Regions from separate parts of the Mus musculus genome. Here all the other regions are linked to region 1. The links are chromatin contacts, called in public Hi-C and HiCAR-type maps. All regions are on one chromosome and are shown on one strand. Each heading gives the region's core, a stretch centred on a gene start, on an enhancer-like site or on the middle of the called end of the contact. The rest is flanking DNA. Distances are from core to core; before and after follow the strand shown.

Region 1 (3,331 bases), core at 409-2,908:
CATAGAGAAGAGACAAAGAGCAGCCAGAGCTGCAGACTGTCCGTCCCACCAGGAGTCCTGGAGGAGCTGTGCCTAAGTGAGTCAGACTTCAAGGACTAGCTGAAGGCAATTCTCCCCCTTCTTTTGTTCTTTGTACAATTATTTCTACAAATAGCAAGCAGCCATATATAGGCTAGCTAATAGAAACCATCTTCTGCCTCCAAAATGTCTATAACTCAGTGGGAAAGAAGAGCATCCAAACACCTAGAGGGAACACTTTCATAACATCAGTCCTTCAGACGCACATTTGTCTGGTACTTGACATACATGTAAATGTAGAAACATATCTAATTGTACCCTCCCTCCAGAAGTTCTTCAAGGACACTCTTCTGTCTTCCAAATGAGTATGGTGATTTGTTACAGATCTGGGCCATTTTCTGTGTTTTACTTTGTACCGGCTCTGCTCTGCCCATAACCATCATGCCCTGTGGGCACTGTGCCTCTACAGGGCATGGCTGCTGCTGCTTCGCTGGAGCCTAGGATGTGCCCGAGACATCTCATGGCAGGAGGGAGGATTCTCTCCTCTTTGGTGTTTTGCCTTATCATGGAGGCAGGAAGGAGGTAGTTCATATCTCATTTAAAAAATTTTTTAAATAAAAATACTCCTTTTGATTTTTACTTACTCTTCTTTCTTTTTTCAATAGGACTTAGATTTGAGTCTAGTGGGGTAGTTCTATTGGAAGAAGAAAGTGATGGTAAACAGAATACTAGTTGTCCCTCCCACGAACAGCTTAGGTGGGCACAGTCCCAGTCCTCCACAAGCGTGGTCTTGTATAAGATGGGTTCTCACTCGGTTCACAAAACTAAGAGAGTAAAGAAGAGAAATATTCACTGTAGGGGACTAGAGATTATTGTGAAGAAATACTATTGTGGGCTAGCTCTTAAAGGTGCAATTCACTCCTGAGAGGGCTTGAGTTCTGGGACATCCTGAGCAGCCCAGAAGGCAGGTAGATTGGTCGGTCCAAAGAGCAAGAGAGATTTTAACAGCCACAGGCACTGATGCCAGAGGATAGAAGTGAGTCTGACTAAGGGCAGAGAAGAGTATGGAGAAGATCTGGGTGGACCTCAAACCTGGCCCTAGGCTGCTGGGGTGGTTCATCTCCATCCCATTCTGCCTCCTTCTGTGTAGTTTGTACGATCTCCATTTCCTTCTAGAATCCAGCTCAAATATCGCCAACTCAATAGACCCTTCCCAGGAAGTAGCAAATAAATTATTTATATTATTTATTAATAACTTTTTGTTTTGTTTTGTTTTGAGTCTCCTAAGGTCCCCAGGACTGACACCTAATTAATGCACGTTTACAATTCTCCTCACCTGCGACTATTTGGTTGGCACATTACACGTGCAGCGCTGACACTGGGCGTAAATGAGAGTGGAAAAGGACTGGAGTGAGGGGGTTCCCTTCGCGGGTGGAAAGAAAGCTGCGTACAACAGGGCAGTTAGTCCAGACAACGTTACCAACGAAAGTCCGAGACCGTCAGGGAACAGAGCCAAGCAACTGGAGGGCGTGGCGCGCATGCCAGCGTCTCGGCGCACACCCTTACCTTTGCCCTACTCCCAAGTCCCGCCTCTAACTTTCCGCTTTCCTCATTGGCTGCGTGGCTGCCCAATGGGCTCCCGGGAAGCGCGAGCCCCCGCAGTCCAGGACTAAGCTGTCAGCTCTCGTGCTCGCATCTCGCGAGCGTTCGGGTCTCTGGTAGAGGAGGCGGCGGCGGTGGCGGCGGCGGTGGTTCCCGCGCGCTCCGGGTCTCTGAGGCTGAGGGTACTGCGGGGCTGACTAGAACAGAGACAATGTTTCGAGCAGCGGCGCCTGGGCAGCTCCGGCGGGCGGTGAGTCCGGACAGGGAGGGCCGAGCAGGTGACGTCCGAGCCGCAGCCTGCTGACCCTGTCAGGCGAAGGTCACGGGCTCCCTCGACTCCCACCGTCCGCGTAGACAGTCGGTGCAGTGCCCGGGACGCGGGTCAAAGTTCTGGAGCCTTCGCCCTTGACCTCTTCCGGGTCACGCTGCCCCAACCCGGGTTCCCACGGCCCTGACTCTCGCGGGGCACTCTGGGGCTACTAGGTTCTCTCGCCTGGAGGGGAGCTGCGTCCCCCCAAAGGGGCCAGATGCCGCCGCGGAACCTCTTGGGGAAGAGTTCGAAACCTAGGCCTCCTGTGGCTGCCCTGGACGCCCACTGCCAAGGGCAGGGGCGGAGTGCTCTGCGGCTGGGCTGGTGAGACCGGGCTGAGTGGAGGAGGGGCTGGGACGTACCCGCCTGGGATCCAGTCCTGAGAAGTCGCAGACTGATGTTGCCTCAGTAGCCTTGGAAACTTGGTAGTGGGGACTTTTTCCGTGGTGACAAAGTTTACCATTTGTCTGTTTTTCGAGGACTTGAAAAAACAAAACAAAACTTTTTTTTTCTTTCTTGTCGGGGTGCTGTAAGGGAATAGCAGTTGAAGGCTGACCAGTTCCAAGGCAATAATTTAAGGAGCTTGTAGATTTTTCTAATTTACATTAAGATTGCTAGAGAAGCAATATCAGCAGCCTTGGCCTGCAAGTTATGCAGACGTTTTGTAACTTTTATACGTACTTTTTATTTTAGTGCCTTTTACCCCAATCACCACTGAGATTTTTTTCTGTCTGGGATACAACTTATGGGCTTCTTGGAAGTTTGAAGACTCCCCCCCCCCCACTTTGAATGTTGCCACTCCTTGTTAAAAAAAAAGTTAAAACACATCGTTCAGGATCCTAGCCCATCTTTCTCCCACGAGATTTTTTTAACCTCCTTTCTATAATAAAAGAATCAGTAAGCAAGTGAAGGCCATGGCTTTTGGGGGGGAGGGGCGGTTTCCAAGCAGCAGTACCTGACTTGAAGATCTATACAGAACTTGCGAAGCAATTTTGTGCATAGGTTTTATGCTCGGCCTAATTGTGGTAAGGAGAATTTAGAATTTGGTGATTTTGTAGAACTAGTCGGGGGAAAGTCCAAGTACCCAGTATTTATACATAGGCAGCATTGCCAAACCTTTGTTGTGATTTGCCAAGAATTGTGACCTTGGCCTATTTTTAAAATTAGAAGTCAAGGGTAGTAGAGTACTGTCTCTAAAGTCATTAATATTTTTTTTAAGATTTGAATGCAGCCGGGCGTGGTGGCACATGCCTTTAATCCCAGTACTCGGGAGGCAGAGGCAGGCGGATTTCTGAGTTTGAGGCCAGCCTGGTCTACAGAGTGAGTTCCAGGACAGCCAGGGATACACAGAGAAACCCTGTCTCGAAAAAAAACAACAACAACAACAAAAAAAAACCAACC
Region 2 (3,604 bases), core at 744-3,243, 580 kb before region 1:
CTTCCTCCTTGTCTCTGCTCTGCCTTCCCTGGGAAGCTTCTCCTAACCAAGGCCCTGGGAGCCACTGTGAAGAGAAGCCCAGGATGCCAGCAGCAGTCCAGAGGTGTAGCCAGTACAGGGCATGGCGAGACATTACCTAGGAAGCAGCCCCGGGGAAGCTGGGTCCTACTGCTGCCACCACGCCCTGATGTCTTATATGTCATCCTTTTGCCTGGTCCCTGCCACTGGGCTGCTGCTTTTCTTGGCTTTGATCTGGGGAAGTTGAGGCCAGACATTTGGGATTGGGATTGAGACACTAGGGATAAAATGGACCAGGGTTTCTGGCCTTCCTGGGTTGCAGGTTTCTAAGTCAGAGCAGCGATTGGATTCACCTTGAGCAATGAGCACCCCGGTGAATGAGATGGCCAAAGCAGCTGCTTTCATCTGCAGCTCTGGACTGGTCCTACACTCTTCTCTGTAAACACAGGAAAACTGAGGCCCAGACAGGTACAAGGTGCCCTCTCCAGGCAAGGCCCTCTGTCCTCTGTGAAGTCAGTTTCAAGGGAGGAAGGCCACTCATACTTTAGCACAGACCCCAAGCAAAGCTGGCAGAGAGGAAGGAAGGTGGCTTACTAACCCTCATCCTCCTGGCTTTGACCTTAGGAGTGGGCCCTGGGTGAGTAAAAGGTCCTGAGAGTCCCCTGTGGTGTTGGAGAGTTATCCTCAGGAGAAAGACATCCCCAGCTTTAACCAAAAGGTCTCAGCCTTGTGTCTCCAAGGGACAGTCAGGGGTGGAGGAGACTAGGGGAAGCTGAGGGAAAAGTGGAAAAGCAGGAGAGCTGGGCAAGCGCTGTGGCCTCTACTGCCCTCCTGGCTAGGTTTCCTCATCTCACCGGCAAAAAGATTTGTTTTACACCTGCCCTGAATTTGAAACAGCAGGCAGGAAGTTGCCTAGCCCAGCTGCCTTGTTCATGAACCTGAGGTATGCAGAGATCAGAGACTGGGTGAAAGAGTTTTAACTCTGGCAAGGCACCAGGGCTTTACTGCATTGGATCACCTTCAGTTGTCAAATATCTGTACTTATCTCCATTATACAGATGTAGAAACTGAGGCCCAGAGAGAAACAGCAACCGACCCAGCCCTTACAAAGCTGAGACCCGAACCAAACTAAAGTTGGTCTGGTGTCTGGGCTGCTGACTTCTCCCTTGTACACTCCTCCCTATGTATCCTCCTCAAATCCTCCATTAGGCTGTCCTGGTGAGCTCTGCCGCTGGGGCAGCATGCCCCTGAGGAGAAACAGCCTGAGGCCATCCCTCTGGCTGTGGGGGTGATGTCTGTGAGAGAAATTCATTATCTTAGCCAGGGCCCCTCTTTTGCCTTTCATGTCAGTAGAGACTGTGGCCCAGGCCACCTCCATGATAATTAAGACCAAAGTCAAGGCACAATTTTTATGGGGAAACTGTACCCCTATGTCAGTCTCCAAGGTGATTCCTGCCTGGCTGGACCTGTTCGGCAAGCTCACCGCCCCCAGTCGACTCCACTCACCCAGAAGGCATCTCGGAACTGCAGCTGGGCCATCATCCTCCAAGGGCGTCTGTTGTGTCAAATGCTAGCACTCCTGCTTCAAGCAGGGCTGAACATGGGCCAGGAGCCAGGAGCACGTCCCAGTCCCAGCGCGGCTAGCCCAGGCCCTCCCTCCCACTCCCAGCCGGCGCCGTCTGAAACGCTCAGAAGGCAGCCACAAGCCAGAGGCAACTGCCGGAGGAGGAAAAAGGCTCAACCTGTTTTGTTTGGGGCTAGAATCAGCAGCGAAATGAGGAAGGAGCCCTGCCCAGTGATGGAAGGGTGGGCCACGATTTCCAGCCTAGGCTCTCGCCAGCCCCACTGATGGAGGAGGACGCAGGCTGAGGCCCAGGGCAGGCAGCCCAGGTGGCAGGCAGAGGCTGGGAGAGAGGAAGGATGTGCACAGGCCAGGCAGGCAGGCAGGCAGCCTGAGGCCGGCACAGGAAGGTTTGTGCAACCTCCCCCAGGGCAGGCGCAGGGCTCTAACCCACAGGAAGTTGAGCTGCTGAGTTTCTCCTGCACAGCCCCAGCCCCGCCTGCCACCTGCCACCCTGCTGCCTGCTCAAGTCCTGGCCCAGTTTAGCTTTAGAACTAACAAGTTAGGAATCTCATGACTGTTACTCTCGCCGGCCCCAAGAGGTTAGGTTCTTAGGGTCTCACCCCGGAAAAGGACGTCCACCATTCATTCCAACTTTAGCAGTTCATGCCCTAGACTAGGTCCTACCCTCAAGTTGCTCACAGCACGGGGCGGACTCAATTGCGGTCCTGGTCCCGGGGCTATGAGAGTGGAGACTTGTTTTGAGAAGGTAACTAGCTAAGGGACCTCAGTGTGATGAGGCACGGGTCCTTGACCCCGTGCAAATCTTCACCCATTCCATCTTCAGTTCATAACTGTGATAGAGGGAGACAGGAGTCTGGAGACTCAGGCTCAGCTTTTGTTTAGTTTGGATTCTGCCCTTCACTAGTGGACGGACCTTGATTGACCTAACTCAGAGCCTCAGCCTCCCCATCTGTCACTTCCAGTCTCTGGGAAAGTGTTTCGTATCAAGAATGCCTCTGGAATTTCTCTTTGTAGGGCAAGCAGGTCCTGGGGAACCCTTTCCAGACAGGGTTTGCCCACTCAGCAGAAGAGGCCTCTGGAGTCCTGAGCCCGGGGTGGGCTGGTGAAAAGAATGAGTCAGAGACTGTCCACAAATCACCACCCTTACCGAGGCTTACCTTAGGACCAACTGGGTTGATCAGACAGCTGAGTTCCCAAGTGTGGGTTACACGTGCCAGGGCTTAAAGAGAGGCACACCCAGGCTTCCCTAAACACCCCCAAGAAGAAGCACAGCAGGCCTGCTGCTGGAAGCCCTTCTCTCTAGAATCCCGGGGCTTGAGCTAATGAGCATCTTTTAAAAAGAGATTCATTTCTAATTTTTATTTGCGTGATATGTGTGTGTGCTAGGTATGTACAGATGCCTGTAGAGGCTAGAGGAGGGCATCCAATCCTTTGGAGCTGCCTAATGTAGGTGCTAGGAATCGAACTCTGATCCTTTAGAAGAACACCAGTCACTCATAACCACGTGGTGTAAGTTACCTTAACCCTACAGGCCCTCTGCTGAAGCTACTTTTATTGTTACAGATTGGCCAACTCAACATCTCCATCTGTAAAATGGGATGAAACCTTGAAATCAGAAAGCAGACCAGAGTCCTTTGTTACCAGGAGCCTTGTTTTAACTGACAGGAAAAGCCCAAGCTGGGGTCCCTGCTGACCTCTCCAGGAATCTCTTCCCTTCAGTCTGCTGGGTGAGTCCAGCCCCCACCCCACCCCCAGAGTCTACACCTCCAGATGCAGCCACATCAAAAGAAGAAAGGGAAAACCCAAGTTGTCTTCTCCAAAGTCCTGTTCGTCAGCCTCTTGGGAGATCTTCCCTGGTATCTCATTGGCTAAGAATAGATGGTACTTCAGCATCATCACCATCACAGCAGACCCTTGGGGCTGTCATAGATGCTGGAGAAAGTTACAGTGACCATGAGACCCCCCCCTCCTCAGCTTAGAGCCACAAAGAATGCTGGTGAC
Region 3 (3,444 bases), core at 258-2,757, 530 kb before region 1:
CACTGTACGTTCCATTTCTGCCTAAGAACATACCTAAGAGCACTCTTTTGTTGTTTGTTTTGAATGAAGAACATTAAAAATTGAATTAAGGCTAAGAGCTGAATTCCACTCCTGGGTTTGCCATTTATTTAAAAATAAGGTTTTCCCTCCTGAATGTGACTTTCTTCAACTCTATGAAGAGATAGATAAGCTGGTTCTAAGTCCCCATTAGCACCATTTTTTTTAATGTTTCGATATAATTCACATTTGATGGGATGTTTCTATTTGCTAATTGTTATAATAAACTAATAAAAGCAGATTCTTAAAATTCCTACATACTGAAGGAATGTTGTATCATGTGATGTGCTAAGAAAGGTTTGGGCAAGTGTCTCTAAAATGAACCATACTATGGACAATGAGAAAAGTGATGTGAGGAAGAGTCTGTCTCAAGGTATGACTGGCAAACTTATTCTCTTAGGGCCAGTAACATTTACATACCATCAAAGCACTGATTTTACTTGTAGCCCACCTTCCAGGCATAAGAACTATTTTCCATATCACAGTTACTTTTAGCTTGTTAGAACACCAGCAATCTACTAGAATTCAATAGACAACAGTTTTTTTTTTTTAAATGTACATTAATTTCCTACAAAGGGCTTTCTCCATTGTTGGTGGTGCAAGTCAGTCCTTACTTTCAGTAAGAAAGCCATCAGAGTCCGAGTCAATTTTCTTTATGATCGACTGCAATCGTCTTTGCTGCTCTTCGTGGCCAAGTTTAACATACTCATCGACGTCTTCCTTTTGGGAGGGAAACCACACACAGGAGAATCAAGCATTACAATCAGTGGGGCGTGATGGTGGAAGGAAACAGAGCTACCACATGCCTCATTTGCCCCAGTGGTTTCAGGATGACCCACACTTCTCTTCAATACGCCCCCACTACCACTCTAAGTAATCCTGTCCCTGGATCCAGGAATAGAAAGAATCTTGTTCTGGAACTGCAACAGTACCACCAGCTTTACAGGCCTCAGGGTCTCCTAGAGCGAAAGCTGAGCCCCGCCCGGACCCCATTGTCAGGCCGCTCTTGCTAAGGCCTCTCTCTCTGGTCGTCCCGCTTTGTCACAGGACAAAGCCCATGGCGATGCGGTACCCAGCCTGGTATCCTCACCTGGACACCCAGCAGCGCTTCGCGGTCGTAGTCCGCCCGGTGCTCGCCCTGCGGGTAGTGCAGTTCCTCCGCCTTGCTGGCGCCAGCCACCGCGGCGTACAGCAGCAGCGGCAGCAGCAGTCCTAGCGCCGCGGGCCTTGGGCCCAGCCGCATCGCGCCCGCTCGGCGAGGACGCAGAAAGCCGCGAGGAGGGAGGCAGGCGGAGCCGGGGCTTGGCAGCCTTGCTTCACGGGCAGCCACAGAGGGGCGGCGCTGCATGTGGGGGGCGGGGGTCGTCAGTGGCGGCGGTGGCCGGGGCTCCACACCCCAGCCTGAAGTCTGTCGACTACTGCGTTGCTGAGGCCCGCCAGGCCCTGCCTTATATGGCCGCGGGGGCGGAGGCGGGTCCAGAGCGCTATACCTGTTGCTGATTGGGTCGTGCTACCCTGGGGGCGGGACCTTGCTATTGCCTCCTACTAGAATCTGCAGGCGAGCCAGCTGCTGGGGCCACGGGACCCCTGCGGGCCCCTTCACCTTTGCCGCCGTACCCTTGAGAAGATAGCCCCAATTCCACAGCACTTTGCCTTTTCCTTTCAGTCTCATTCATGGCGGGAAGTTCTTTGGCCATTCTGTGAGTCTGTCCTGGCTTCCATCAGTGGGAGAGAGAGCCTGGAGATTTTGGTGCAAAACAGCACAGTATTATATCTCAAAGAAATCAGAACAGACCAGCAGTATCCATTTCCCAGGCTTCAGTGTGCCTTAGTTAATTTCTCCACAGCAGGAAATACAGTATCAGGAATTGCAGCCAAATGTTTGCATCTGATGTTCAATTCATATGACCTGGTTAAAGTATTGGGCCCTTAACCTCTTTGAGCTTTTATAAAATAGGCAACATTTTTTTCTTTTCTGTTTTTTTTTAAAGGAGACATTTAAATAGTTGTAAAACACGAATTAAATAATGTAATTTCATCCATGGGGGTGTGGGAAAGGATAGTTGTATAGAAAAATAGAAAAGGACTTTTTTTTTTTTTTTTTTGAGGGAGGATGTTGTCTTTCACATCTCATAACTATTGGATTGAGAGCAGGAATCCTGTTCCAAACTGAAAACTGTGTGGGTATGATTACAAAAATTTCTTGGGCCAGACTGGAATTTTTTTTATTAGATATTTTCTTCATTTACATTTCAAATGCTATCCCAAAAGTCCCCTATACCCTCCTCCCCCCGCCGCTACCCTACCCACTCACTCCCACTTCTTGGCCCTGACTTTCCCCTGTACTGGGGCATATAAAGTTTGCTAGACCAAGGGGCCTCTCTTCCCAATGATGGCCAACTAGGCCATCTTCTGCTACATATGCAGCTAGAGACACAAGCTCTGGGGGGTACTGGTTACTTCATATTGTTGTTCCACCTATAGAGTTGCAGACCCCTTCAGCTCCTTGGGTACTTTCTCTAGCTCCTACATTGGGGGCCCTGTGGTCCATCCTATAGATGACTGTGAGCATCCACTTCTGTATTTGCCAGGCACTGGCAAAGCCCCACAGGAGACAGCTATATCAGGGTCCTTTCAGCAAAATCCCTCTGGCATATGCAATAGTGTCTGCGTTTGGTGGCTGATTATGGGATGGATCCCCGGGTGGGGCAGTCTCTGGATGGTCCATCCTTTCATCTTAGCCCCAAACTTTGTCTCTGCAACTTCTTCCATGGATATTTTATTCCTTATTCTAGGGAGAAATGAAGTATCCACGAGTTGGTCTTCCTTCTTGATTTTCTTGTGTTTTGGAAGTTGTATCTTGGGTATTCTAGGTTTCTGGGATAACATCCACTTATCAGTGAGTGCATATTAAGTGACTTCTTTTGTGATTGGGTTACCTCACTCAGGATGATATTCTTCAGATACACCCATTTGCCCAAGAATTTCATAAATTAATTGTTTTTAATAGCTGAGTAGTACTCCATTGTGTAGATGTACCACATTTTCTGTATCCATTCCTCTATTGAGGGACATCTGGGTTCTTTCCAGCTTCTGGCTATTATAAATAGGACTGTTATGAACACAGTGGAGCATGTGTCCTTATTACCAGTTGGAACATCTTCTGGATATATGCCCAGGAGAGGTATTGCTGGATCCTCCGGTAGTACTATGTCCAGTTTTCTGAGGAACCGCCAGATTGATTTCCAGAGTGGTTGTACAAGCTTGCAATCCCACCAGCAATGGAGGAGTGTTCCTCTTTCTCCACATCCTCGCCAGCATCTGTTATCACCTGAATTTTTGATCCTAGACAGTCTGACTGATGTGAGGTGGAATCTCAGGGTTGTT
Region 4 (3,251 bases), core at 620-3,119, 650 kb before region 1:
AACTGTGATCCTGCCCCAGGGCCTTTGCACTGGCCATGTCTATCTCTGGGCTGTTCTCCAAGTGATCGCTTGGTTTGTTCCTCACTTCATATGATCCTCCCCCAGAGGACTCTCCTTAGAGTGTACCCTCCTGGGGTACGGGACTATGTTCTGAGCCAAACTCCCCTATCTTTATCAGGTCAGCTGGGCCCCATTACAAAAGATCATCACAGCTGGGCTTGTTCACAGTTGACATTCTTTCAAAGAGGAGTGAGGCGGGCTCTGGGACCCTTACCTGAGCTGCCAGTCACTCTTCCCAACCCGTTGTATACAATTCTACCTTAATTGTGGCCTTGGAAAGGACTAGGGGAGGGGGTGCCATCTATTCAGTGGGGGTTGGGGGACATCATCCATGTTGGGCACAGACCTTTCAGAATGGCTGCTTTAAGGTCATCCATTCTCCTGTTCATAACTCCTCACCTTTTGCTCTCAAGTAAGTCTTATATTAGTGAGCATTGGTGTACCCAGGTTTGTCACTGGGACCTGGGGAGGAGGGGTGGATGTTATTTATATCTCTCCCTGAGAATGGATTTAGCTGCACCTGTCACTCAGTACAGTGTTCTAGGTCTGACCCAACCATCGCGTCTCATGTCTGCTTGCCTCTTTGCTCATGGTATATCTACCCTCTTCTACTGGAATGAAAACCCCACATGGGCAAGCATTGTCTTCTTCCTCATGGTGGAATGCCATCACCTAGAATAGGTGCAGAGTGAGGTCTTGGGAACATGAGTGGGTCTTTGATAACATGGACATTGCTTGATACAGATGAATAGGATGCTGAGGTGCTTGGGTATTTCTGTGAATGCCCAGGGAAGATGATGAACCAGGGAGGCTACAGGAAAAAGAGATGTTTGAGGACAGGTAAAGAGGTCCCGAGTAAGGGAGAGTGCAGGACAGTGGCAGAAGTACTGTGTGTGGCTGAGGTGGCTTCTGCATTAGATCACTCTTCTATGTGTGGCTGCAGGCAAGTTTGGCATCCTTTCTAACCCTTAATTACCCTACCAGTAAAATTAGTCTGACAGTCATCTGAAGCTGGGGGAGGGGTAGTGGCATGAATGAACTAATAGTTAAAAGAAGCTAATATGCATGCAGCCAGCAGAGCGGAGGTCACATTGCCACCAAAGCTGATGACCTGGGACCCACAGGGTGGAAGTAAAGAACTGACTCCCAAAGTTGTCTTCTGACCTTTACTTCTGTGCTGTGGGATGTTTGTGGGTGCACACGCACATGCTCACACAGACACACACACACAGACACACACTCCGTTTTTATTTTTAAGGTGCTAATTGCTACCATTCATTTAAGATTACAGGAAAGAGCGCACATGTCAACATGTATGAAGATGTATCTGTAATTGCAAATCTCAGTCCAAAGAATAGAGCTGAAAGGGTGGCTGCCTTGCCCAACCATCTCTGCTTTGCTAGTGCGCCAGTGTTTTCTCCTTTCCTGATGATTTTTTTTTATCAGAGCTAGCAGAGCTTCTGGCATACTAAATTCTTCATAATCGTGTGTTGATGTCCACCGTATTTCTTCCCAACTTATATGGGGTGCTGCTTAGGTATCATGCAGTCACGAAAATCCTCATGTGAGGTGGGTCTTTCTAGGGAAGAGTAGTTAACAGAACAGAATTCTGTGGTCTTCCAGTCATTTGGTCTTGTAAAAGTAACTCAATAAGACGGGGAACGTGTTTGTCCCACTAGAAATTCCCCAGAAGAGGATTCTACACTCAAGGACGGTCAGAGGCCAGAAGAAAAGGCGCGGAGGCGTCGGCTCCTTTAAGAGGCGAGGCCACCTCGTTCTCCGCGGCGCTGATTGGCAGAAGCGGCCGCAGACGCGGGACTTAGTTGCCTGGGAACGGCCTAGGGGGCCTGCGGCGGGCTGCACGCAGCTGCGAGGTGCTTGCTGGGGCGGCGCGGGGGTCTGCGGGAACGCGGCTCGGGCCCAGCAGTTCTCAGCAGAGCCGCCGGCGCCATTGCCTTCTCGCTCGGTGAGCGCCGCTCCGCTCGCCCAGCCGGGCCTCCGCCGGCCGCCGGCACCATGGGCCAATGCGGCATCACCTCCTCTAAGACCGTGCTGGTCTTCCTCAACCTCATCTTCTGGGTGAGCTGGCGGGGAGACCGGACAGGGGAGGCCTCTGTGCGGCGCGTGGGGACCAGGCGGGCGCGGGAGCCGGCCGAGGGGTCGCCCGGGCCCTGCGGCCTCGGAGCTCTTGGTGAGGTCCTTCCAGGGCCCAGCAGAGGCCAGGACGGTGCCGACCGGAGGTCCCGGGGGGCCTCCGGTCCGCTGGCACGGTGCCAGGGTTACGCGGGTCGCCGCGGCGTGAGCCTGCGGGTCGCTCTGTTCTCAGGGCTGAGTCTGTCGGGACGCCAGGCCCGAAATGGGATACTCCCCTGTGAGTCGGGTCCGCTGTCTTTGTCTGAGTCCTCGCAGAGCCAGCGGCTGTCCCCAGGTCATGTAGCAGCTACGTGGGGACGCCTGTCGAGTCCCGGGCCAGGAATTTCGGCTTAGAGCTCTTTGTATAGAGTTGGTTGGCTGGTAAGCAGCCCAGAAAACGGAAAGGATTCAGCGTGAAACAGCAGAGCATTTCTTTGATCAAGAAAATCGCTGTTGTGGGGATGGGTAGCCTGAGGTTATAAACCCTTTTAAATGTATCAGCTGCCAGGAGATTTTTAAAGCAACCAATTCACTTCTATAAAAGGTTGCTCTTTGGAGGGGCTCGGGAAACCTGGCCCCAGAGAAAGTGCTTATAACCGACCTGTCTTGAGTCAGGTCATTATCTCACCTGGGACTTTTTACTAACCTGTTGTTCTTTGGCCCTCTCCTCCGTCTTGAATCCTTCTGGACTTTGCACCAGGAAAAAAAACTATCAAAAATGTCGTCTATCACATCTTTTTTTGTTTCTTAAAAAAAAAAAAAAGAACAGCTTAATATTAGAACAGTTCAACCTTTTTACTTTGGTACTCTTACTTAAAGTCTGGTAGTGTACTGCAGTATGACCCACACACTACTGTTGGGTGTTTTCTGATAAATTATTAATTATGGGCACACTACTGGTGATTTGGGACCCAACTGACCCTCAGGTTCTCAGGCTGGGATCAAGTTTCCTTTTTCCCAGGTTTGTTATAAACATTTGCCATGGGCAGTTTTCCCTGTCCACAGTACTCAGGATAGTCTTTGAACAGTCCCACTGAGCATACTTTAGTATATCATCA

What was found. A called contact is a pair of places that touch in the nucleus more often than the background predicts. HiCAR-type assays count read pairs that join an accessible place to other places.
Region 2: a Hi-C map of B cells shows a contact between it and region 1, with 12 read pairs. The contact joins the promoter of Pstpip1 here to the promoter of Etfa in region 1. A contact is called at or near these places in 3 of 39 promoter capture datasets (cranial neural crest, pre-B cells and stem cell-derived epiblast-like cells), 1 of 484 Hi-C or Micro-C datasets (B cells) and 5 of 115 datasets of contacts at active chromatin or transcription factors (bone marrow-derived macrophages, embryonic forebrain, embryonic stem cells and 2 more).
Region 3: a HiCAR-type map of astrocytes shows a contact between it and region 1, with 2.9 times the contacts expected there. The contact joins the promoter of Rcn2 here to the promoter of Etfa in region 1. A contact is called at or near these places in 5 of 39 promoter capture datasets (the C10 cell line, erythroid cells, hippocampal neurons and 2 more), 2 of 484 Hi-C or Micro-C datasets (CD4 T cells and embryonic stem cells) and 5 of 115 datasets of contacts at active chromatin or transcription factors (astrocytes, bone marrow-derived macrophages, embryonic stem cells and 2 more).
Region 4: a HiCAR-type map of astrocytes shows a contact between it and region 1, with 2.6 times the contacts expected there. The contact joins the promoter of Tspan3 here to the promoter of Etfa in region 1. A contact is called at or near these places in 1 of 39 promoter capture datasets (the C10 cell line) and 2 of 115 datasets of contacts at active chromatin or transcription factors (astrocytes and extraembryonic endoderm stem cells).

What each region holds. Positions count from the first base shown.
Region 1 is chr9:55,510,570-55,513,900 of GRCm38.p6, reverse strand. It overlaps Etfa (electron transferring flavoprotein, alpha polypeptide), which reads left to right and starts at 1,658. Exons shown (of 12, transcript NM_145615.4): 1 at 1,658-1,870. The coding sequence starts at 1,832.
Region 2 is chr9:56,088,365-56,091,968 of GRCm38.p6, reverse strand. Pstpip1 (proline-serine-threonine phosphatase-interacting protein 1) reads right to left here and starts at 1,993. Exons shown (of 15, transcript NM_011193.3): 1 at 1,525-1,993. The coding sequence starts at 1,560.
Region 3 is chr9:56,039,908-56,043,351 of GRCm38.p6, reverse strand. It overlaps Rcn2 (reticulocalbin 2), which reads right to left and starts at 1,507. Exons shown (of 7, transcript NM_011992.2): 1 at 1,148-1,507; 2 at 672-777. The coding sequence starts at 1,300.
Region 4 is chr9:56,159,688-56,162,938 of GRCm38.p6, reverse strand. Tspan3 (tetraspanin 3) reads left to right here and starts at 1,869. Exons shown (of 7, transcript NM_019793.3): 1 at 1,869-2,139. The coding sequence starts at 2,077.